Linked DNA regions of Zea mays: region 2 is linked to region 1. A link is a contact called in public Hi-C data. All regions are on one chromosome and are shown on one strand. The core of a region is the stretch at or near the end of the contact, and the rest is flanking DNA. Distances in the headings are between cores, read along the strand shown.

Region 1 (4,636 bases), core at 798-3,297:
GATTAACCATAAACTACACATGCATAGAAACATGCAAATAGTGTAGAGACTATTTAGGGCACGTTCAGTTCCGCTTATAATCTGATTCTAGCTGGAAAAAACGAAAATCCCACCGAAACGCTTTGATTTTTGGGTTCTCTCAAACGCAGCGGCTACAATAAGCCATATTAACACAATGCACCGACTCTCTAGTGATGTGACCAAGCTCTCACGATTTCAAGAACGCAAGTACTTCCACACGGTTGGCCCTCAACTCGTTGCACAAAAACGGTTTGTTCTTTCTCTATCCTACAGCCTTTCTCTTCTCCCCGCACTTTCTCGGTTTGTGGCCGCTCGATTCCTCTGGTGCGCCTCCTTCTCCCGTCGTGTCGGCCGGCCACCACACCTCCTCCACCCTTCGCCGCCCGTCGTGCCTCCTCCCTCCACCCGTTGAGTCTCCTCCCTCTGCCGGTCGTGTTGTCTACTCCCGCCGCGCCAGCCAGCCACCACGCCTCCTCCTCCCTCCGTCGCCCGCCATGTGACCTCCCTCCGCCGGCAACCGCGGGCAAGGATGTACTTTTGCTTGTAAAAACCTTGTTACTGGAGCTATGAATCATTTTCTACCCAAGCGCCACTAAAACTCCACAGTAAAGTTGCTCCATCCTACAGTTTTGGAACAGAGCTGCTCCAAAGTAGAGCAGAGTCATGCCAAACAGGCCCTAAATATCCTGCAATTAATTCAATACAGTTTGGTTCTATACTTTACATGTTAAAAATTGCCACACATTTTAAGCCACACTTGACTAAAGTTAGGCACTTAAATTATGTGCCACAGTTTGCCACGCCTAAGGAAATATTGTCACACTTTTACAAGTTTATGCAGCGGGAGAATAGTCTTGGCTAAACTGTGGCTATAAACCAAACACATGCCTACCTTGGTCAAACTTGCCTAAACTTAGGCGTGAGGCAGCGAACCAAACATGCCCATTGATATCATTGTTAGAATGGGCTCAACATTTCAACATACCCGTACATCCAAAAATGCACTGCATAAATTCTCATGCTTGAGTTCAAAATATATCTTAGGTATCCTCCAAATACACACAAAAGAACAAGACCTTAGATCGCAATTCCACATCAACTACATAGTGCATGAAGCGCAGCTTCATTTCAATTTCACTAGGCAGGTTTTACCAAAACTACTATCAATGGGATCTAGAAAAACGAAACAATTAAACAACCAAAACTCCACAGCATGCAAAATACTAAAAATGAGGAGCAATATTCGCATAACTTACTCGCCAAAGTGTTGTACTCTAAGCCGTTTATTCTGCAGGTCTCTGTCTTCATCCTCTTCGTCCAGGTTGCCCCACCCAACCTCCACACTGCCACCCGCATGGGAGGCGTCTAGGATACCACCCAACATGTCTCGGAACCTGAGAGAAGGGATAGATTGTCCGCCCAAGGCCGTTTTCGCATCATGCGAGCTACCAGCGGCGTCGGGGTTCCACTCCGGCAGAACCGCCGTCCAGTTATGTGAGCTGGGAGCGGGCTCCTGCCGCGGCGGGAGGTGCCAGCTTCGCCACCCCAGCGATAGCGCGAGTTCCAGCTCCTCTCGCACCTCCTCATTCCCATCTTCCTCGTCACCAGTTCCACCCCCAACGCCCTGCACGCCCTTCATCCGGCCCTCATTCGCCATGCCCTCAGGCCAAAAGATCAAAACCAAACCCTAGAGCCATCCCAGCGCCACTTCCGGCCAGACAGACCCGAACGCTCCTCCCCCACGCGTAACACTATGGAACTCACCGATTTGACACCACGGTACGGTGAACTCCACCGGATTCGGTCGAATCGACCTGGCCCAGCCACGCACGGACACCGGTAGTGCTGGCGCGCACGAAACAGGAACGAGTCCTCGGCGAGGTGGGCGGGGACTACGTCTCGTCGCGTCCGTACACGTATGCTCGAGTGGTGCCGCACCAGCAGGGCGGATCTGCGCGGCGCAGAGACGACGGTGGTGGCGGCAGGCTAGGGAGGTAGATCAGGGAAGGGTGAGAGGGACGGCTCGGATCGAGGGGGTGATGCGGCGCGGCCATATTATATGGTTCGGTACACTGACGGGTAGGGCCCGGGGCATCGGGGCCAGATGCCAGTGGAGTAGTTTTCTGCTGGACCGTGTTCTTGCTTAGGCTTTGCTATTGGAAAAAATTTTGCTGCAGCGGGCTGTAAACCAGAATATTTACAGTCTGTCTCACAAAAAGGAGAATAGACCCCACCTACAGGTTTATCAGGTAACGTTTTAATTGTGTTGTTGCACCTGTAGGTAGGGTATATCCTCTTTTTTGTGAGGGACTGCAAACATTCAAATTTGCAGACGGCTGCACCAATTTTTTTTCCCGGTGCACTCTTTTTTTATTGTTTGTTAGTACTAATACCATGAATAGGATCGTTCCACTAAATTTAAGCAATAGACTTAAGATACATCATATAATTTTAGATGGAGTGATTCTTTAAACCAAATAACTTTAATTTTTCCCTTTATCGCACTATGCAGATACCTCACCTCATCACCTACTTTCTTCCTTCCATAACGGTTCTCTCTAAATAATCGCTCTATAACCTACTATTACTATCATAAAATGTCATTTTTCATACATATCTCTACTACTCTATATAATGGTAGAGTGGGCGTCCACCTTTTTTGGTGAAGCACGCCCCCGCCTCTGTCTCCCGCAATCGTCTCTCACTACCGCGATCCCCGCCCGTCCATCCCACGCCCGCGTCGTCACGTCCGCCATCTCCTCCTCGTCTGCAGTCCTCAGAAGGTGAAAGGGAAATGTGCCCTTGGGCCATTTCTATAATGTTTTGGTGATTAAGTGTCCAACACATAGTAAGTGAGTTCATATGTGCCAAACAAATAAAAAGTGCAAATCATATAACAAGGTATGTTTCTAGACTTAGTCATTGTTTTGAGTACTAATGTATTTTGTCTAAGTGCTAGAAATAGGAAGAAAAGAATTGGAAAAAGACTTGGCTCTGTGCAGCCAACTCCAGCTCGGCTTGGCACACTGGACTGTCCGGTGGTGCACCGGACAGTGTCCGGTGCGCCAGGCTGGTCCGCGTGAAAAGGCCACTCTCAGGACTCGACGGCGGCGTACGGCTATAATTCACCGGACCGTCTGGTGGTGCACCGGACTGTCCGATGAGTCATCAGCGGCGAACTCGTCGCCCTCGGGAAAAGCAAAAAGGCGACGTGGCTATAATTCACCGGACTGTCCGGTGGTGCACCGGACTGTCCGGTGAGCCAACGGTCGCCAGCGCAACGGTCGGTCCAGCAATCCGCGGGCGACACGTGGCCCGCAGCAACGGTCAGTTAGGGCACACCGGACTGTCCGGTGTGCACCGGACAGTGTCTGGTGCGCCAACCGATCCCGAGGACCAACGGTAGGATGTGCCAGAAAAGGAAGGAGATCGCGCACCTGACAGCTACAGTAACTGTCCGGTGCACCACCCGACAGAAGGCAAGTTTGGCCTTCCAAGTTGGCCTCCAACGGCTCCTAGCTGCCTTGGGGCTATAAAAGGGGCCCCTAGGCGCATGGAGAAGTACCCCAAGCATTCACTAAGTATTCTAAGGCATTCAGACTCTGCTCCCGCGCATTCGCTTTGTTGTGTTAGAGATTTGAGCTCCATTCGAGTCGCGAACTCCCTGTGTTGTCATTTGAGCTCGAGTCTTCACTTGTGTGCGTGAGTGTGCTGCGTATTTGAGTCTTGTGTGTGTTGCTCTTCCCAACCTTACTCTGTGCTTTCTTTGTGATCTCAATTATAAGGGCGAGAGACTCCAAGTTGTGGAGATTCCTCGCAAACGGGAAAATACTCTAAGGAAAATATCGTGGTATTCAAGTTGATCATCGGATCACTTGAAAGGGGTTGAGTGCAACCCTCGTCCATTGGGACACCACAACGTGGAAGTAGGCAAGTGTTACTTGGCCGAACCACGGAATAAAAAACGTGTGTCTTGTGTTGATCTCTCTGTGATTGTTTTTGTTCACAAGAACTCGCTTCAAGCTACTTAACCGTACTAACACTCATAACGAAGTTTTGTGGCTATTAGTGTTTGATTTTTACGGGATCACTGTTGGGGACTTGTTCTCAAGTGCTATGAGTTAAGAACAAGGCAACATAGAAAATGTTAATCGTTAAAGTCCTTCGTCCTTCGAAGCATTATTTCCCTTAGGGCATAATGGTTTACGGACGAAGGTTATGAATGACGTACCTTCATAAATTCATTAAACAATGACGAAGGATGAAATGTGAAGAATATAAAAGACAGCATGGACAATTATATATTATTATTAGGCATAAACAGAAATATCGTTGAATTACAATTGTACCTTCAATCGGAAGGAGATGACAGTACAAGTGTGACGCAAAAAGCGAATGCCAAGTCAGCGTGAACAGTACGGGGATACTGTTCTTCTATTTATAGGCACGGGACACAACCCATACAAAATTACATTCATGCCCTTTACACTTGATAATAATTCTATAGTAATCTGTCGAGGTTTAAATAGCCTTTTCATCTTTAAGTCGGTTTCACTTGTTGCTACCGCGCCGAAGCTTTCCTGCTCACACCTTCGGCCCTGTATCAACTTTCGTA
Region 2 (4,636 bases), core at 1,386-3,885, 360 kb after region 1:
CCGTTCGGGCTGCCTCTCCGTGCACGTCAGCGCGCCAAGCTCGACACGCCATAGCCTGCAGAGCCGCTACTTAGAGCCCTTGCCACATTGCGCCGACCACTGTGCCCGGAGAACTGTCGTCAAACATCACCATCCATGGTGCTACCCCGACCGGATTCCGCTCGAGGTGAGAACCACCTGCTCGCCCTTTCCTCCTCCCTTCCCTTCTGTTGTATCCCTCTTTGCTCCACGCGGTCGCGTCCGAGCCATTTCATTGCGTCCCACCGGCGGACAGCCGACGAGATCCCTTTCCCCCGCATGATGGCAATGTCCACAATTCTCGCCGTCGTGCAGCTAGGGCTAGACGAAGCTCTTATAGGACACCCCCATCGGTAGCCCCCTCTCTTTCTTTTATCCCCGCACGCCCAGCCGAAGTAGCTGACCGGTGGGTCCTCTCAGCCGCGCGCGCCAACGCCGCACGAGCGTGCCGTTGAGGGCCCCTCGCCCGTGTCGCTGCTAGTGCCCCTAGCCATGCGCATCAAGCGCTGGCGCACTGCCGCACGCGTCTAGCCTAGCCACGTGCCGGCCACCGAGGGGCCACACGGGCTTGCCCACACGGACACGCATCCACACCGGATCAGCCCCATGCCATCCCATATCCCGTGGGATCCCCACACCCTCGACCGTGTAGCCCGCCATACGACCAGATCCGGCAAGTAATCAGCTGCCACGTGCCCTACCCGCGTCGGCGCCCATGCGCTTTTTCGTCGAGACCCTCGTTTTTCTTTGAAATTGCGTGCATGTAGCCTGAGTATAGGAAAACCCAATATTAGCCCCTGAAATCTATAGTTATTTGCGTTTTGGTCCCCAAAACTTGAAAACCCTATAACATTTGCATAGAAACTCCGAATTAGGTGATTCAAATTGCATAATTCTCATGGTAATTCTGTCTACGTGTTAGCGGTATGTTCATATACTATTTTGGTATTTTAATTGATGGTTAGTCCCTAGTTGGAATAAAGTAAGTATAGTCTTAATTAAATGATTTAAGGAAAGAGGACTATAGTAAATGTCCTAGTTCTAGAACCATAACACACCCTAATGATTTATGTCATCAACAAACTAACTCTATTTATATAATGTTGTATTGCCTTGTTGCGTATGTTTGGTGTACTGTTCTTTTGCTATTCTCCAAGTGTATTGAATGTATGATCGCTTTGCGTACACAATAAGCAGTCCATGTTTCTCGAAGAAGTTACAGGAGAAGCACTTGAGCAGCCTGAGGACTGACTATTATGTCTTATTCATTTCATAATTCATTCTCCCACGTACCATGATCAACCTAAGGACTGACTACCTTTACATTTACCCTGTTCTTGATTACCTTTTTGGGTTGGGCTATTATGATCAACATTATACCGATGCTCTACTTTAATAAATGAACATGATGAGATTACTTTTATGATACGATACTTTTATTCTGGATATGATGATGAACTTGTGATACTTAAGAAGGCTCGGGCTATTTTTCGAGTACTTCTGCGTAAGGATCAGTTCGGTGAAAGATCACCCGGGAAAATAGTGTATCCATGATGGTGAAATGGGACGCCCTTAGCTAATTAATTAGAGGAACTAGAAGTGTAGTTGCTTTATCGTTGTGTCATCAATGGGGTCTAGGAACAGTGCTTGCTCTGCCGAGGCTGGGTGCTGAGGTTTTTTCATTTTGTTTTTTGTTAGTCACCCCTACGAGGAGAGGTATTGTGTTTATCAAATTAGAGAAACTTAACGAGCGACTATGACCTCTAGAAAATCTTTGTAAAGGCTACATAGTGAAACCTTGCCGACTCACCTTGGGAGTGTTTAAGGTCTATACAACCCAAAGCAAAAAGGGATCACAAGTCATGGTAAAGTGTGCGACATATACAGAGAGTTAGAAACTGGTATATTAGACGTGCTCACGGTTGCGAGCAGTCTTGGGATCCTCTTTGATTAAGGATAATCTGGATACATTCATGATGATGATTTTATGATGATGATGCTGATACACTCTGATATTTCCTCTACGAGGATATGTCCCTTGGGATAACAACTATGTTTTATGATAAAACTTGACTTATTATAATGAGTAAAACTTAACTAAGTAAAAGCAATTTGCTTTTAGTCTAACTTCACGTAAAGCTAGTTCACTTCAGCCAAATATAGTATTTGCTGGATACGTTGATGTGTATTCACCCTTGTTTTAATACAAAACACCAGATTATCCACATTGCAATAATTGCTCCGGAGAAGACGAAGGCAACCTGGAGGACTTACAAGAGTTTTAGAACTTCGAGAAGTTTTAGACTAGATTAATATCAACCCCCAATTAGCTTCCTGTGAATGTCTTATCTTTACTACGTTTTACTTTAACACTTTGATTACTCGTTAAGTTGATGACTATGCGGATGTCTTCAACTTTATGATGTAATAAATTAATATCTTTTTATGTTATTATTTGAGCACTTTCCAATAATATTTATTTATGTAATCGTCACGTACGCCTTCTAAAACCGGATGACATTCGTTTTAAGTCCTAAATAATAAATAATCTCTGCTGCCCAAAAATTGCTCGGATCCATCGTCTTCCACACGTTCTCTCTCCTGCCCCGCCGTTTCCTCCAACGGCCGGTTCGTCCCACACGCGGGCGCTAGAGCGCAACTTCCGCCATCTCCCTCCCTTTCTGAAACCGACCACCTCTCCTTCCGTATGGGCAGTCGTACTCCAACCGCCTGGAATCCCCCACAAGCCGCAGCGCCACCACTGCGACGCCTACCCCCGCCTCTGCCGCGATGATCTTCCGTCCCGGCACCGCCGTGTGGGTGGAACACCCAGACCTCGCCTGGGCCGAGGCCGAGGTCGTGTCCTCGCCCGCCTCCCCGTCCTCGCCGTCCTATGTCACTGTCGTCCTATCCACCGGTGTTAAGGTGAGAGCGCAACGACTCAGACAGCCCATTGTTTCGATTTCCAAGCTCCGCTGCGTGCGTTGCAGCCTAGGTGTTCGTCGAACAGCTAACTTCGTTGCTGGGTTGGTTTGTCCGTTTGGCTATCTCTGTGTCTGGGCTGTGGTGTGGCCTGTGGGCAGGCTATAGTAGACGGTAGGAAGGTCCTGCCGCGGGACACTGAGGCCGATCTTGGGGGCGTCGACGATATGACCAAGCTCGTCTACCTCCACGAGCCTGGGGTGCTCTGCAACCTCGCACTCCGATACAGGCTCAACGAAATCTACGTGAGTGTCTCCATCTTTTGCACTCTCTCTTTAATCTCACAATGTCCATTGGTTGTACAATAGTCGTATCCTGTAAAAAGTCCTTCTAGGAGGATCGTGGGCTAGTGGCCTCGTGTAAGATCATGTATGGGTCCAATATATGTGGAAGATGGGATTATTTTGTCGATATGTGCTTAGCCATATGTTGTGTTTTGTGGGAACATGCTGCTAATGTTGTTGTTCTATGTGCCATACATTATTCCAACGGTTCTGTTTTTTCTTCAGACATACACAGGGCGCATCTTGATCGCTGTAAATCCTTTTGCAAAGCTCCCTCATATGTATGATATGCATATGATGGAACAGTACAGAGGTGTGCAGTTTGGTGAATTGAGTCCACATGTTTTTGCCATTGCTGATGCATCTTACAGGTACGGAACATGGAAACCAGCTTGCAGTGTGTTAGCGAGAAATTAGAATATGGAGTTTTACATGGTATATTTCTCTTTCTTGAAGAGCAATGGTTAGCGAGAACTGCAGCCAGTCCATATTAGTCAGTGGAGAAAGTGGTGCTGGAAAAACAGAGACCACCAAACTCATTATGCGATATCTTACTTTTGTTGGCGGGCGTGCAATTGGTGATATCCGCTCTGTGGAGCAACAAGTTCTAGAGGTAACATTCAGTTTTCTCATCAATTCTTTTGGTGCATGATTAACATGCCCTGTAGAAGGCTTTATGTTTTCTCAACTCTGCATCTATCCTTCTCACATTTCAATGCAGTCAAATCCACTGTTGGAAGCTTTTGGTAATGCACGGACAGTGAGAAATGATAACTCCAGGTGAACTTTAATTCTTTCATTAATTTTCTTGTAGTCAATCAACTTGTTTTACTATTTTTTCATAAAAAAGAATGGCTGTTTGATTCTTTTACCGTACAACTATATACATCTTTCATTTGATAGTCTTTGAATAGTGAGGGTGCCATACTTATTAATTTTTGAAAGGTGCTAATGTTTTAGGTGTAATCCTCATTATAAAAAGAAATGAAGCTAGACACTTATATCAGTATGCTCATAGGTGTGATAGTATATTACTAGTAGGTGTACTGCTTTCTTCTATATACACATATGTATACTTACTAGTTCATATCACTGCAGTCGATTTGGGAAATTTGTTGAAATTCAGTTTAACAAATCTGGTAGAATATCTGGGGCTGCAGTTCGAACTTACCTCTTGGAACGGTCTCGTGTTGTGCAAATTTCTGAATCCGAAAGGAATTACCACTGCTTTTATCAACTTTGTGCATCTGGGAAGGTTTGTTTACAGACCTTTGGTGATTTTATTTTAGTTTATTATCCCTGAGACTAATTGTGATGTTCCAATAACATGAAGCTATAAAATTTGGATCTGG

Evidence for each region. Hi-C and Micro-C count contacts between places; a contact is called where the count stands out from the background.
Region 2: a contact with region 1 is called in a Hi-C map of tassel, with 2.7 times the contacts expected there. The contact joins the promoter of LOC103626243 here to the promoter of LOC100384416 in region 1. A contact is called at or near these places in 4 of 25 Hi-C or Micro-C datasets (ear, leaf and tassel).

Annotation. Positions count from the first base shown.
Region 1 is chr5:37,504,896-37,509,531 of Zm-B73-REFERENCE-NAM-5.0, forward strand. LOC100384416 reads right to left here and starts at 2,048. Exons shown (of 18, transcript NM_001362362.1): 1 at 1,278-2,048. The coding sequence starts at 1,678.
Region 2 is chr5:37,866,930-37,871,565 of Zm-B73-REFERENCE-NAM-5.0, forward strand. It overlaps LOC103626243 (protein OPAQUE1-like), which reads left to right and starts at 2,636. Exons shown (of 38, transcript XM_008646644.2): 1 at 2,636-2,943; 2 at 3,102-3,245; 3 at 3,510-3,655; 4 at 3,741-3,897; 5 at 4,006-4,064; 6 at 4,383-4,539. The coding sequence starts at 2,809. It overlaps LOC109939462 (a long non-coding RNA gene), which reads left to right. Exons shown (of 2, transcript XR_002261917.1): 1 at 1-166; 2 at 2,236-2,469.